Linked DNA regions of Mus musculus: regions 1, 3, 4 and 5 are each linked to region 2. The links are chromatin contacts, called in public promoter capture Hi-C maps. All regions are on one chromosome and are shown on one strand. The core of a region is the stretch at or near the end of the contact, and the rest is flanking DNA. Distances in the headings are between cores, read along the strand shown. Region 1 holds the start of Rest (RE1-silencing transcription factor). Region 2 holds the start of Srd5a3 (steroid 5 alpha-reductase 3). Region 3 holds the start of Rasl11b (RAS-like, family 11, member B). Region 4 holds the start of Polr2b (polymerase (RNA) II (DNA directed) polypeptide B). Region 5 holds the start of Chic2 (cysteine-rich hydrophobic domain 2).

The links. Promoter capture Hi-C pulls out the DNA fragments that hold promoters and counts their contacts.
Region 1: a promoter capture Hi-C map of pre-B cells shows a contact between it and region 2, with 5 times the contacts expected there. The contact joins the promoter of Rest here to the promoter of Srd5a3 in region 2. A contact is called at or near these places in 4 of 39 promoter capture datasets (the C10 cell line, liver and pre-B cells), 2 of 484 Hi-C or Micro-C datasets (CD4 T cells and erythroblasts) and 2 of 9 other capture datasets (adipose tissue and liver).
Region 3: a contact with region 2 is called in a promoter capture Hi-C map of liver, with 2.1 times the contacts expected there. The contact joins the promoter of Rasl11b here to the promoter of Srd5a3 in region 2. A contact is called at or near these places in 4 of 39 promoter capture datasets (the C10 cell line, hippocampal neurons, liver and 1 more) and 1 of 115 datasets of contacts at active chromatin or transcription factors (astrocytes).
Region 4: a promoter capture Hi-C map of pre-B cells shows a contact between it and region 2, with 3 times the contacts expected there. The contact joins the promoter of Polr2b here to the promoter of Srd5a3 in region 2. A contact is called at or near these places in 2 of 39 promoter capture datasets (erythroid cells and pre-B cells) and 1 of 484 Hi-C or Micro-C datasets (CD4 T cells).
Region 5: a promoter capture Hi-C map of pre-B cells shows a contact between it and region 2, with 6 times the contacts expected there. The contact joins the promoter of Chic2 here to the promoter of Srd5a3 in region 2. A contact is called at or near these places in 4 of 39 promoter capture datasets (hematopoietic stem and progenitor cells, liver, neutrophils and 1 more), 7 of 484 Hi-C or Micro-C datasets (the Ba/F3 cell line, CD4 T cells, the G1E-ER4 cell line and 3 more), 4 of 115 datasets of contacts at active chromatin or transcription factors (embryonic stem cells, large pre-B cells, pro-B cells and 1 more) and 2 of 9 other capture datasets (adipose tissue and liver).

Annotation. Positions count from the first base shown.
Region 1 is chr5:77,264,068-77,266,767 of GRCm38.p6, reverse strand. Rest (RE1-silencing transcription factor) reads right to left here and starts at 1,274. Exons shown (of 4, transcript NM_011263.2): 1 at 980-1,274.
Region 2 is chr5:76,138,860-76,141,559 of GRCm38.p6, reverse strand. It overlaps Srd5a3 (steroid 5 alpha-reductase 3), which reads right to left and starts at 1,287. Exons shown (of 6, transcript NM_020611.4): 1 at 1,012-1,287. The coding sequence starts at 1,232.
Region 3 is chr5:74,194,003-74,196,702 of GRCm38.p6, reverse strand. Rasl11b (RAS-like, family 11, member B) reads right to left here and starts at 1,377. Exons shown (of 4, transcript NM_026878.1): 1 at 1,113-1,377; 2 at 544-600. The coding sequence starts at 1,251.
Region 4 is chr5:77,309,104-77,311,803 of GRCm38.p6, reverse strand. Polr2b (polymerase (RNA) II (DNA directed) polypeptide B) reads right to left here and starts at 1,320. Exons shown (of 25, transcript NM_153798.2): 1 at 1,174-1,320. The coding sequence starts at 1,192. Noa1 (nitric oxide associated 1) reads left to right here and starts at 1,718. Exons shown (of 7, transcript NM_019836.3): 1 at 1,718-2,700. The coding sequence starts at 1,748.
Region 5 is chr5:75,043,251-75,045,950 of GRCm38.p6, reverse strand. It overlaps Chic2 (cysteine-rich hydrophobic domain 2), which reads left to right and starts at 1,310. Exons shown (of 6, transcript NM_028850.5): 1 at 1,310-1,771. The coding sequence starts at 1,653.

The sequences.
Region 1 (2,700 bases), core at 25-2,524, 1.1 Mb before region 2:
CACACTCCCAAGGAAATCTCCACGTCTCTCGGGCAGACTGTGCTAAGCACAGCCCGAGAGCAACGTGTTGCACCGAATTCCTATGTGCCGCTGCCACCAGCGCCGGCCTCGGCGGCGGCATTCCTAACTGAAATAGGCATTCGGCCATTTTCTCAAAATACCAAACACAAAGCAGCTCTTTGCAAACTTGGGCCCTCTTGCTTCCTCTCCGCCACCAACCCGCGGGCGGTGCCTGGGCTCGGACCTCACGCGCTGCCCACCACCCTAGAGGCGCCTCCCCGGCCGGCCGCGGCCCCGCAGCCCCCTCCCCCGCCGCCCGCCACTAGCCCGGCCGGGACTGGGCGGAAAAGTTACCTCGCTACCCGCGTCCGATCGGGCCTGTACCGGGGCTCCGCGGCGCCCTCCCGAGGCTGTCGGCCCCCGGTCGCTGCGAGGGGCCCCACGCGGGCCGCCACCGCCGCCCCCGTGGCCCGGAAGTTTGCGAACTTCGCTCCCCCGCTGCGCAGAGCCAGCGCGGGCCGCAGAAATCGCTGTCCAGCCTGCCGCCGGCGCCGCCCGTGCCCCGGGCTGAGTCAAGCGGGGCGGCCGCCTTCCGGCCCTGCTACGACTGGGGGGGAGGGGGCGGCGAGCCTGGGACGCCGGCGGGGCCGGGGGCGTTGGGCCCGAGGCGGAGGGAGGGCGGAGGGGGGAAGTTTCAGGACCGCGGTCACCAGCAGCGGCGCTCCGGCCTCCGTGGCCCCGGATCTCAGCGCCGTGCGGAAGGGCCTCCCCGTGCTCCGCTGGGGGCCGATGCCCACGCCGCTCCGCACCAGCCCCCGGCCCAGCCCGTGACTCGCTCCGTAACTCGATCCCGCCCCCGCCCGGCCGCCGCGCCGCCCGAGCCACAGTATCTGCAAATCAGCCCTGGACAGCGCCTCGCGCCGCTCCGCGCCTGCCCGCCGCCCTCCCCCGTCGCTCTCCTCGCTCCGCCGCGTCCTACCCTCTGAACTGTGCGCCCACGGTCCGCCACCCCCGCGTCGCCGCCGCTCCAACTCCTTTTCTTTGTTGCTGGACTTTCGGGGGAGGGGAGGGGAGGGAGAGCGGGGAAAAGTTGGGCGTCGAGGCCCTCGAGATCCCGGGGTGCGATCGCGGAGCGGGATCAGACCGCCGGCCCTGGTTCTGCCGTCGCTGCGGTCCCGGCCGCCCGGGTCTGGGGCCCGCGGCCTCGGCGGCGCTCCTCGGTCTTCTGCTGCTGCGCCGCGAGCTCGCGGGAGCCGCACATTCCAGCACAGGACGCTGCGCCGCGCACCCGGCCCGCGCCGTCGCCGCCCGCCCGCCCGCCGGACACGCCCCCTCGCCGTCCGCGCGCGCCCGCCGACACGCCCCCTTCCCCGCCCGCGCGCGTGGCCGCCGAGCGCGCCCCGCCCCTCGGTCCCGAGGCTCGAAGTGGACTCCTGGCCTGCCTGGGGGCGCGCCTCGGGGGAAACTTACCTAATCCGCCCGGCCCCCGACTCCCGCCTTAGGCTCATTAAAGGGGCGGAACCTACTCCCTGAGCTTCTTTCTTTTATAAACAAATAGCAGAAGTTAGCCCCAGCCTTACCCGGGCGTGCACGAGAATTGGGGTTGTTGGAGGAAAAAACGTGCAGGCATTGACCGCCCTCTTGAGAAGTATTGTCACTGGCCTCTTAAGTAAGGCTGAAGCCTCGAAAAATACTGTTCAGGCCTGGCGTGTGGGCTCTCGCCGTTAATCCCAACACTCAGAATGCTGTTGAGACTGGAGGATCAAGAGTTAAAGGCCGGAGTTCAAGATCAACCTGGGCTACTTAGGGACACTAGTGCAAGAAATTAAAAAACAATACAAAACCCGAAAATCGGCCCTGGCTGCACAAGTCTGTAATCCTACTTGAAAGGCGTGAGCACCAGGAGATCCAGGTCATTGACTTGACAAATTGGGGGGCCCGGGGGTGGGGGATTGCTCTTGTCTGCAATCAGACTCAGAATTCAGTAGACAGAGGCAGGAGGATTGCTGAGAGCTTAAAGCTTTAGTGTGCTATGTAAGAATTTTCAGGCCAGCCATAGCTACAAAGTGAGACCTTTCTCAATCAAAGAAACAAAATCTAAGTGCCTGCCTACACAGATCTTTATGCTTAACTGTAATTTTAAGCTTCATGAGGTCAAAATGCTTTCACATTGCAAACTCTTAACCAGGAGAAAATCAGTCCTTGTGGGGGTTGAGACAAAGCCAAGTCCAGTTCAGTACCTGACGTCTTATAATGGGGACAGGGAGTCTCAGGTCCTGTCCCTTCTCACCTGAAATGCTTTTTTAGCCTGCTTTTAATGTCTTCCTGGAAGTGGGCCTTGTAGCCTTTAATTTGTAGTTAGTGAACTACCAGCTAGAGTTTAAAGCTCTCGGCCGCCTTCAGGGCCCGGCATTTCCGGATCTAAATGTGTGAACCTCTCGTTGGCATTACTACAGAGGTAGCAGCAGGTGGGTGCTAAGAGGCTGGAAGCAGAGCTTCAGGTTTCTCTGACATTTTCCTTTACCTCTTTTCTGGCACGCTGTAGAACCCATCTTTCAAAAAAAAAAAACAAAACAAAACAAAACCCTACAATATATTACTAGTTGGTACAAAATTGAAGGCAAGGCGGAATGAAGGCCCTAAGGTACTTGACCACCAAAGATTTCAATGGCTGTTTTTTCTGGGACAGTCTCCCTACAT
Region 2 (2,700 bases), core at 38-2,537:
TGAGGAGTCCCATCCAGAGAGACTGAGTATAAGTGATTTTTAAGTGTGCTTTGAACTCTGGGGACACTAGAACCTCTCTCAAAAGTCAGAAAATAAATTGCTATATAGCATAAGGGATATAGGCCAATCAAACCCGAGGATAAGAGGACGGTAGGATGGTCTTAAAATTGGGCCTCTAAGGAAGAGTTCTTCCGGGTCTTAATCTCTTTACCATTCATTCTTCACAATGACATGGTACTCTGCTCTCACACTAACCCCCTGAAAGACCCCCTCCAACAGTCAGGACATAGCTGGGGCCAGTTGATAGCCCCACCGCCATCTGCAGAGGTGGGCAACGGCTACAGATTTCTAAAGCAATCTAGATGAATCCGTCAGAACCCATCACATTCCTTCCAATTCAATTCTAAATGCAAATGCGTGATGAATTTCATAAAAAAAAATGACACAGCTTTATTATCTAGAATACTGTGTTAAGATGACTTCTCCATCTACATACTGAATTCATCGTGGAGTTAAAAAAAAAAAAAAAAGAAAGAAAGAAAGAAAAGGAAAGGAAAGCCATGTGGCGGGTCTCACATATTCTCAGCGGAGTCCATATGTACCCCGGAAGATTTTAGTATTTCACAACTTGGTTACTGAGCCTTCCGGGATGGGTTGGGGCAGGGCATACTGGGCTAGTTTGCCAGAGCACCTGTGGAGATGCAGGTTAGTGATGTCTGCACAGCCCCAGGGGAGCACACTCTGGACTTCTTTCTTGACTGTGACAGATCGGGCTGAGAACTGCGGAAATCGAGGAAGAACTTGCCTCCAAGTCCATGAATTTCCACGACCTCAAGTTCTGGGGAGGGGAAGCGGAAAACTGGGGGTAAAGAAGTCAGGGCGGCTCCCTGGGGGCCGGGCCAACTTGAGATGCTCTGTCATTTCCGGGGACGGCTCGGGGACAGCCCCTGGCTCACGTGCCTGCGCCGCCTCTGTTGCCCCCTGCCGGGCGCGCCCCGCCACCGACGTTACCTCTTGGGGACATCGAAGGCCCTGCAGACGGCGGGGCGCCGCGAGCCGGACTGCTTGGTCTTCCCGTAGCGGAGCAGGTCCTGGAAGAGCGCGCAGCTCGGCAGCAGCCTGGCGGGCGCCAGCTGCAGCAGCAGCGCGAACAGGAAGGCGGCGGCCAGCGCCAGCCACAGCGTCCGCAGGGGGTTCAGGGCCGAGAGCTCAAACCCGGCCCACCCAGCCATAGCCCGGGAGCCGGCTACAGATGCGCGCCGCCGCGCCGCCCTCCTTCTCTCACCCCCTCCCTCCCTCCCGCCTCGGCGGCGCGCTTGGCGGTGACGCGGCTCCTGGGCGGGACGCGCGGCCCCGCCCCTGGCTAGGCGCTCAGGAGCTGGGTTGTGCTCCTGCTCACCTGGTTTGAGCAGGCTGCGCTTTAGACTTGTACTGCCTCTAATCTAATTCCGAGATGCAACTCCAACTTGAAGTTCTGCAGGAGCATGCGAGACCACGTGCTACAGTCCAAGTCTTGTAGAGATACGTTACACCTATTTATTAAGTGGAGTGGAGCTATGCCAAGAGGTGTGGGTGGGAGCCCAAGACAGCTTGGGGGGAATTGGTTCTCTCCTTCCACCATGTGGCGCTTCGGGGATCCTATTCTAGAGGTCAGGTTCTCACCAGCCTGTGTAAGTTTCTATAAACTTTGACTGCGGGATTACTGCTGCGAAAAAGTGTGAAGAGAAATTTTGGTTGAAGTACAGGCTGAATTCTTGGCTGGGTCCCTAGAGGGGGCCCCCAGGAGTCAAGATGCGAAGGATCTTAATACCACGCTGGTCTACCAGAAGCACCAGATTCATTAGCATACTCCAGATGGGGATCGCTGTAAATTCAGGGATGACCTCTGGAAAGACCTCGGTGAGGGAATTCTACACTTTGTCAACTGTAGGCTGGAGCTGCTCCGGCAAACTCTGGATTTTGGAGTGGAAAAGCAGAGTAATGCCCTCAATGGACCTACGTTTTTCACCCATCTGCTCCATGGACAAAGTGTTTAACTAGCTGTGTCTGCTGCCTTTATGGCTAGGAATGAAAAGATTTGGAAGACCTTTATGCACTCATTGGCTCGAGTCCATGGGGCAGTGGGGGTGAGGGGGAAGGCAAGGTATGAGACAGCAAATCTCCAAAAACCTCCCTCCACGGATCTGGCTCAGATGCTGTCTTTCAGGCATCAGTGGAAAACACCATCACGTGTTAGATGAAGGCCTGGTTCCCTGTTGACAGCTGCTTAGTGGTATTTCAGGCTATCGGGTCCTTGAGTAATGCAGGCTACTCAGAAAGGAGGAAGCAAATGGGATCCAATTGTGTACCCCTATAATACAAGTCTTTATCACAGCCTTGCTTTCAACAGAAAAATGACTACACCCCTAAATCTGCCTTGATGCGTTTAGCCAAATTATGGTACACTCCCATTTTCTCTCTTAAAAAAAAAAAAGAAAAGATTACAGAGTGGGGGAAAAAAAGAATACTTTTATTTATAGATTGTATGTGTGTGTGTATGTGTGACTGGCCCATCCATGTCAATAATCATTAATAATATAGTTAAGCTTCCTCTCCTCAGTTATATAACTCTGGCCTGTGTCAAGTTGACAAAACTAACAAAAGCAACCAGGACATTCGAGTTCCTGCTCCAGCCTCCTGCTATCGTGCCTCCCCTGACAA
Region 3 (2,700 bases), core at 128-2,627, 1.9 Mb after region 2:
CAAGTCTACTAATTTAACCATACAGTCTACTTAGTTAAGCAATTTGCTCTCCCCCTGCTAGAATCATAGCAGCTACTTATTTGTCTTTGTTAAGGAAAGAACTTTAGGCTTACAACTCTTCTTTGGCCTTTGCTTTCAAAGGTCGCCCCTGAAAGGCAGCCAGCAGAGGGAGAGGGTGGGGGAGGAGCTTGCAGCTGGGTTTTTTGTTTGGTTGGGTATTTTTTTTTTTTATGACTTTTGCAGGCATGTTTTAAAGGACAAGGCCTTGGAGTACAAACGGTGCTTCCAACTGGGGTCCCTATAGTTAAAACATACCACAGGGAATACTTTCGGGCACTTGATAAAATGATGAATGCGCCAAGAATGGAATGAGGCCAGATGGCAGCTGGGGGGAGGGGGAAGGGGGAGGGGGAGGGGGCGTGCAGAATTGGAAGTAGCAGAATCTTGATGCTAAACACTGTCACTCTGAAGGAAGTGTCCTTAAAGGTACTGAGAAATGAGGGCGGCCATCCCAACAGGGTTGGTCTCCGTACGTTTCCTCACCTGCATTTCGTTCGTAGTCCCCGATGAATCGTTTAGTGAGGAATCGGACCACCAAAGCTGCAATTCAGAAAAGAAAACAGACTGTTAACCCACTAAGTTAGACGGTTCTCCACCCCACCCCCACCTGGAAAACAACTCTTCCAAAGAAAGTCACAGCCGGCCACCGAGGGCTCCTTGACCCTCTACCAGACACAAGGAGGTAGGAGTGAATTACAGCTCTGCCAGCAGGAAGGGTCTTGAGGCCCAGCCCCTCCGCGGAGCCCAGCTGGGCCACACCTAAGCCTTCCAGCAGGCAAACTTCTTCCTAACCTTACGGAACTCCTGGAGGGGTTACAATCACTAGCTCCCCCATTCCGCCCCAGATCCTGCCAAAAGCCCAAAGCCCCAAAGTTCTACTCTGGCCCGAAAGTCGGCGGGACGCTCTGGGCCCCAGTGACCCTCTTCGTTAAAGCAGAGACATGAAGAGGCAGAGGATCCCACTGCAACGCCCACCGTCTCTCAGTTCCAGTCCGAGCGGGGGTCTCCCACGTCCCGCCCCTCCACCAAGCGGGTTCCTCGCATGGACTCACCGGTCTTGCCCACGCCGCTGGCCCCTACCACGGCGATCTTAACGAGCCGGCGGCCCGCAGCCCCCAGGCAGCAGTCGGCAGCGGTGCTGCCTGGGGCGGGGTACTCTGCGATGGTACACATGTTCTGGATGAGGCGCATCGCCGCTACGGCCCGGCTGCACGGAGCGGGGAGGAAAGTCAGGACAGGAGACGGCTCGCGCTGCAAGGAGAGGAGGGTACCCCGTCGGAGGGCGCGCGGGCAGAAACTGGAAAGAACGGGAGAGCGCGACGAGAAGAGAGGCTCGGGGGTTCCGGATCGCGGCTGGGATGGCAGCCGCCGGGGCGCGGGTTTTCTCTGGCCCAGGCCCCGCCTCCATTCCAGCAGCCAATCCCCGAGCGCCCCGCTCGAGGCCCCGCCCACGGCCTGCACTACCAGGCTGCGCCCCCACAGGAGCCGAGAGCGAGTGCGGGGCCCCGTGAGATCCGAGGAAAACAGGGCGGCCGGCGCGAGGGTGGCAACGTGCGGGACCCAGCCGGCTCCCGCTGCGCTAGCACGCGGCCGCACCGGTGCCTGCGGGGTCACGGGGTCTCAGATCCGCGTGGGGGGATCTGGCCGTGTCTGCTGGGTCTCAGGTCCACGTGGGGGGAATCTGTCCTTGCCTTCATAGGAGACCTGGCGTGTCCGCGGGATCTCAGATCCGCGGTGGGTTTAGAAGCACCCACCCTTGTCTGCCAACCTCGCCGCTGGGCCTCCGTAGGTCAGTCCCTAGGCATTCTCTGAATTGGGTCCCAGGTCCCCTAACCTCTCTGACCACTGGCTTCTCCACCTCTGACCCCAAGGAACCTGCTGGGAGCCCCATAGGTCACTGCCCTGTTTGGCCCTGCCCTATGTTCTGCTCGTGCGCTCGACATCTTTGCACTGACTTGGCTACATTCAAAGTATTATCCTGGATTATACATTTTCCCCATCCTTGTATTCCTAAACAAAGGCACCCCTCCGTGACCCAAAATGTGGCGTTTGTCTTTGGGGCAAAATACCTATTTTGTTCTAGTTCTTGCCAACAGTGCAAGCCCACGAGAAGGCACACAACGTGGAAAGCAAGTACCGCACCCCGAGAGGCAAAGCCAGGCTAAAAGTCACTAGAACAAGCTTGCATGGCTAGCCCAGTCACGCCTCCTCCCAGATCTGTGAAAGGTAAGACAAGAAGTCAGTGCAGCTGTGGATTGGACTCACCGGGAGGCAGAGGGGCCCCACGGTTAGCCTAGTCATAAAGGTTAGTTAAAAGTGGCTTGTCGCCAAGGAAGATGAGGAGTCTAGCACTCATAAAAATACCAAGTACCCCCGTGTCCTCATCAGAGAAAATCACAGACAACTGCTGGCCAGATCCCAACTTCAGCAACCTACTTTATCTATCGCCACCAGCATGCCCTTACAACCCTCAGGGCCTTTTATCTTGGTGCCTAAGAGCAAAGCCTGTGGCATTTTGTACACCTTTATTGAAGGTAGAAAAGCAAAAGAAGCTGATTCCAGGCTCAACACACCGTTTCTTGTTTAATCACAGTCCATTCTGGGCTTCATTCACCAGGTAATAAGAATTTACCCTCCTAC
Region 4 (2,700 bases), core at 71-2,570, 1.2 Mb before region 2:
CACACTAGGCAGTACGAGCACCAGGCTACATCTCCAGTCCAGTAAGAAAGCTTCGTTTGAGCATCACGCTCCTGTTAAAAGTATCTGAAGAGTGAAATATGCTCTACAGAAATATATAGTCTGAGGGCCATGAACCTGAATTCAAACTCCAGGACCTCTATGGTACACCCCATGAGTGCGCCCACATTCATACATATGCACAAAATAAATAAATGTCATATGGTTTTAAAGCTCCTAAATTTCCTTCAAGTAAGAATAACTTTAAAAAGAATATAACGATTCTAATAGATTCTAATGAGGTATGAATGGGTCTGAGACATTGAAGCAATTTTAAAAGTTAAAGCGTTTGCTTCTATTGTTTCCATGAGAAAAGGGGGAGGGAGGGGAATGCATAGGACAGCCACAAAGTTGGGAGCTGGAATAAAATGATTTTTGATCAGAGAAAAGGGAGCTTAAAAAAAACACACACACAACATGAAAATAAAATGGGTAGGACTAAGAAGTGTTCATACAAAAAGTAAAAAGCCATTTTGTCCTCGTGAAAATGGAAAACATACCATCCTAGAACTGTCATCTCGTGGGAAGTGACCGCTTAAGGCCATCTTTTAAGGCAGTTTACTTAAACTGAAGACAGTGTGAAGGAATGTCAACCCAGAACCCGTTCTTTGTCCCTAATACGTCCAGAGTTTAACAATGTCTAACACAAGGACGTGGTCAAAAATTGAGCTTCCTGGGCCTAGAAATATGGCTCAGAAGCAGAGTATGTGCAGACAGGCCCTGGGTTCAATTCCCTGTGCCGTTTAATAATAATAATAATAATAATAATAATAATAATAGCTATTCAATAAGTCGACTGAAATGATAAATGAAATCAATCAACATCAAACAACTAAATGTTAGTTAATAAGCTACGCTATGTCGATTCTGGAAGGTGGTTACAGATTTAACGGGAGGCCGTGTAGGGAGCAATCAAGCCGACCCAGGAACGTGAACCCCGAGCCTGCACCGCTAGCAAAGCCCACTTCGTTCCCGGGCTAAATCGTAGGAACCAGGCTGCCGGGAGCCCGCGCGCCACGGACGGGATGCGGCGGCTGGCGCTGATCCCTGCTGCAGGTCCCCCGCCGTCCCGCCTAAGGGGCTATAGCGTGAAGCGTGCCTCAAGCGGTCACTTACCCTCGTCGGCGTCATACATCTTGGCCAAAGGTTTCTGGAGCTCTTACTCGGAATCGCAAAGCTGGAGACGGGAAGCGCGGCGGCAAACTCAAGAGTGCGATACCAAGCAATGTCCGTCTCCGACGTTCCCAGAATCCTCGGCGTCTCAGCGAGGGGGCGGGGTGTGAGGCTTGCGCCTGCGCAGACGACTGGCAAAGGGTCTGGCTGGACTTGAACTACGCATGCGCGAGTGATGACTAGCTGGCTGCCGCTGAGGACAGACGGCTCCTTAGCCAGAAGTTAGGTTACGCTAATGAAAGTTTCTTGCTGCGTGTTTTGATTTGTTTGAAGATTTATGAAAGAAATGGCTCCGCGTGTGGACTGAGCACTGGAGAACCTTCTGCTCACCCAGCTCTATCGAGTCCGTGCCTTTGCACGTCTGCCTGAACTCTCGAGTTTCAGAGCTGTCATCGCGAGAGTGCGAGAATCGGCCGCACTGTTGGACAGTTCCCTCTCGTCTAGTCGCTGGGGGAGGAACTTCTCGGACGCGAGCGCGCGTGCGCGCGCGAGGCCCCGCCCTCCTCGCGCTGTCCACATGCTGCCCGCGCGCCTGGCTTGCGGGCTGCTCTGCGGGCTCCGGCGGGGCCCCGCGCCGGCCGCTGCGTGCTACGGCCCAGCACGGTGGCTTCTGGAGGGGAAGTGTGAGGTCCCCATCCGCCAGCGTGCATCATCCTTGGGCCGTCGGGTTCCCCCGAGCTCCACGGCGACCGAGGACTATGCAGAAGGCCCGGACACGGAGGAACGCTTTCTGTTCCCGGAGTACGTCCCGGAGCGGACCCCGGAGGAACAAGTGCGGGAGTTGCAGGAGCTGCGGGAGTTGCAGCAGCTGCAGCAGGAGAAGGAACGAGAGAGATTGCAGCAGCGGGAGGAGCGGCTTCAGCAGAAGCTGCGGGCGGGCTTCCGGACGCTGCCTGTCCCGGAGTTTCCAGACGCCTCGGTGCCGCCCAGCGGCATCTACTGCTCGGGCTGCGGAGCCGAGCTGCACTGCCAGCATCCCGGCCTGCCGGGCTACCTGCCGGAGGAGAAGTTCCGCGACGCTGCCCAGGCGGAAGGCGGCCCGGCGCGGACCGTGTGCCAACGCTGCTGGCTGCTGGTGCACCACGGACGAGCCCTGCGCCTGCAGGTAAGCCGCGATCAGTACCTGGAGCTTGTGAGCGCAGCGCTGCGGCGTCCCGGGCCGGCTCTGGTGCTCTATATGGTGAATCTTCTAGACCTGCCGGACGCCCTGCTGCCCGACCTGCCCAAGCTGGTGGGCCCCAAGCAACTCATCGTGCTGGGGAACAAAGTGGACCTGCTGCCCCAGGACGCTCCCGGCTACTTGAAGCGGCTGCGGAAGCGGCTGTGGGACGATTGCATCCGCGCCGGGCTCGTGGTGGCTCCTGGTCATCAAGGACCACAGTACCCTGCCGGGGATGAGCCACTGGAGGAGATAAAGAATCAGAATCCGTCCTCCAGGTCCCGCACGGTAGTCAAGGACGTGCGACTGAT
Region 5 (2,700 bases), core at 61-2,560, 1.1 Mb after region 2:
GACACACACACACACACACACACACACACACACACACACACAGCTGACCACACAGTAGGTTCAGTGTTTATTGAATGAATAAATCTGGGAAAGCATAAGTCTGACGCATCGACTATTTTTCCCTGCCTAGCTCACTGCCCTTTTTTTTTTCCCCAGATCTTTCCAGGATTAAGTTGTCCAGCATTTTCCACTCTCATGTTAACCTTTGTACGTTTTCTGCTTGGACAAAGACCCGTAAACGAACTTGAAGGATGCGAACACTGCGTAGAGAACTGTTTGTGGACACTGGGTCCAGTACAACTCCTCTTTCCTTTCCAGACCAATGAGGAACTCTTGTTACCCCATGGTCCAGTTTGCCGTAGGAGTCCAGTTCTGTTCCTATGTTGTTTGGATGCTTGGCAGACTCTTGATTGTGAAACCAGGTCCAAGGTGATCCATGAGTCCACTGTTCCTCCCTTCCCCCATCCCCTCTTGTGGAGAAAACATTTTTCACTAGAGAGACGAAGCATACAACTGCAACTTCTTAATTGGAACACAGAGAACTTGTCAACTTTGTTAGGTAGTATTGATGGTGAGATTTCTTGTTAACAAACAAACAAACAAACAAACAACCTGGGCTAAAAGGACAGAATATTTGGCTTTGGAGATATTTTGGAAAATCAGGTAGGACAGTAGACAGGAAAGCACTGTTTGCCGGGCAGTGGTGGTGCACGCCTTTAATCCCAACACTTGGGAGGCAGAGGCAGGGGGATTTCTGAATTCGAGGCCAGCCTGGTCTACAGAATGAGTTCCAGGACAGCCAGGGCTACACAGAGAAACCCTGTCTCGAAAAACCAAACCAAACCAAACCAAACCAAACCAAACCAAACCAAACCAAACCAAACCAAACCAAACCAAACCAAACCAAACCAAACCAAACCAAACAACAACAACAAAAAAAAAGAGAATGCACTGCTTTGTTAATCTCAAGTTGGCAAAGTCAACCAACTCTGCTTCGCATCGTGGACTAAAAACGTTTTATTAAACCGGCAGTCAGATTCTCTGGTCCGGCCAGGGGCTTCGCCCGCTGTCGTTGTTTGGGCTACAGATTACTCCAGCCTGGCTCTAGGAGTCGAGTCGGGGTCAGCGCCCCCGATCCTCACAGACGCCGCCTTCCGGGTCGCTGACCCTGGAGCCGGAGGGCGGGGCCGCGCCGGGTGGAAGCGGAGGAAGAGGCCGGCGTCCCGGGAGCGCGCGAGACCGTCCGCGTGAACGCGCCCGCCCGCCCACCCGCGCGCCCGCGCCCACGCCCGCGCCCGCCCGCGCTCCCGGGAAGTCTCGCGATGCGGTAGCCGGCTGCTCCTGCTGCGGGTGGCTCGGGCTGTTGCTGTGGTTGCCGGAGTTGCGGCGGCGACGGCGGCGGCGCTGGCGCGGGCGGCGGCGCTGGCGGGGGTGGCGGCCCCGGCGGATGTTGACATTGTGTTGTTGTTCCTGCCCACGGTAATGGCGGCGGTGGCGGCGGCAACGGCGGCGGCCGGGACCAGGTCTCCTCAGTAGCCGGAGCCCACACTGCCGAGCGCCAGCTCCGCGGCCTCCGCGCCCGCCGCCTCACCAGCCGTTCCCCGCGGCCGCCCCAGAGCCAGGGCCCCGGGCGGGGGGCTCGCCGGCTCGGGATGGCGGATTTCGATGAAATCTACGAGGAGGAGGAGGACGAGGAGCGGGCCCTGGAGGAGCAGCTGCTCAAGTACTCGCCCGACCCGGTGGTGGTCCGCGGCTCCGGTCACGTCACCGTGTAAGGCCCTGCGAGGGCTAGGACGAGGACGGGTGGCGAGGCGCGGGCGGGGTGGGCCCTGGGACCCCTGGGGGTCCTCCTTTTCTTAAACCCCCGTCCCCGGTGACTGGCGCGGGACGGGGGCCTTGGGGGAAGCTCCGGCGATCAGGAAGTGAGAACTTGCTCTGCTTCCATTTGTTTAGGACTCCCAAGTGGGGACAGACACTGCCTCCCCTCCCTCCCACAGCCCCGGAGCAGGCCCCGTGGCCCGCGGGGATGTGTGGGGTCCCAGCCGGGAAGATGGCTCTTTAGGGTCTGCCTGATGGGCCATCGGTACAGGCTAGAGGTGCACACACTCACACACACACACACACACACACACACACATCTTGTGGGATCCATCTTTGTAACACCCCCCACACCCCCGTTATTCTTTGGGACTCTGCCTGACTTACAGCCTATTGACATATGGCTCAGAGGTCAGATCTGAGGTGTTAAGATCCCAGTGGCAGTTGGTAAATGAGATTCACTGTCGTGTGTCTATCACACATAACACGTAGGGGCTTCCCAGTTCCTCAAGAGTAAATTTCTGCAAAACTGATTCGAGTTGCTGTCAATTATGTATGATAGAAGTATACAGGTGGACGGAAAAAAAGAGGAGGATACATCTGTTTACAAGGAATTACAAGTACCGAGTTTCCTGTAATCCGGTCTGTTTTGGGACACGGACCTAGGTTGGCTTCTTTGATAAGGGCCCCTGTAAGGTTTATTAGCAACATCAAAAGTCCCAATATTATTCAAACAATAAGGGATGAAAGCATTCTGAAAGGTCGTGACTAATAAAGGAATGTAGACTTGGGGCAAATAATGAGTTGTCCGGAAGAAGGAAGTTTTGTAACATTTCCCTGATAAAATCCGGAGTTTGTACAACTTAGGGTATTGATACTCCT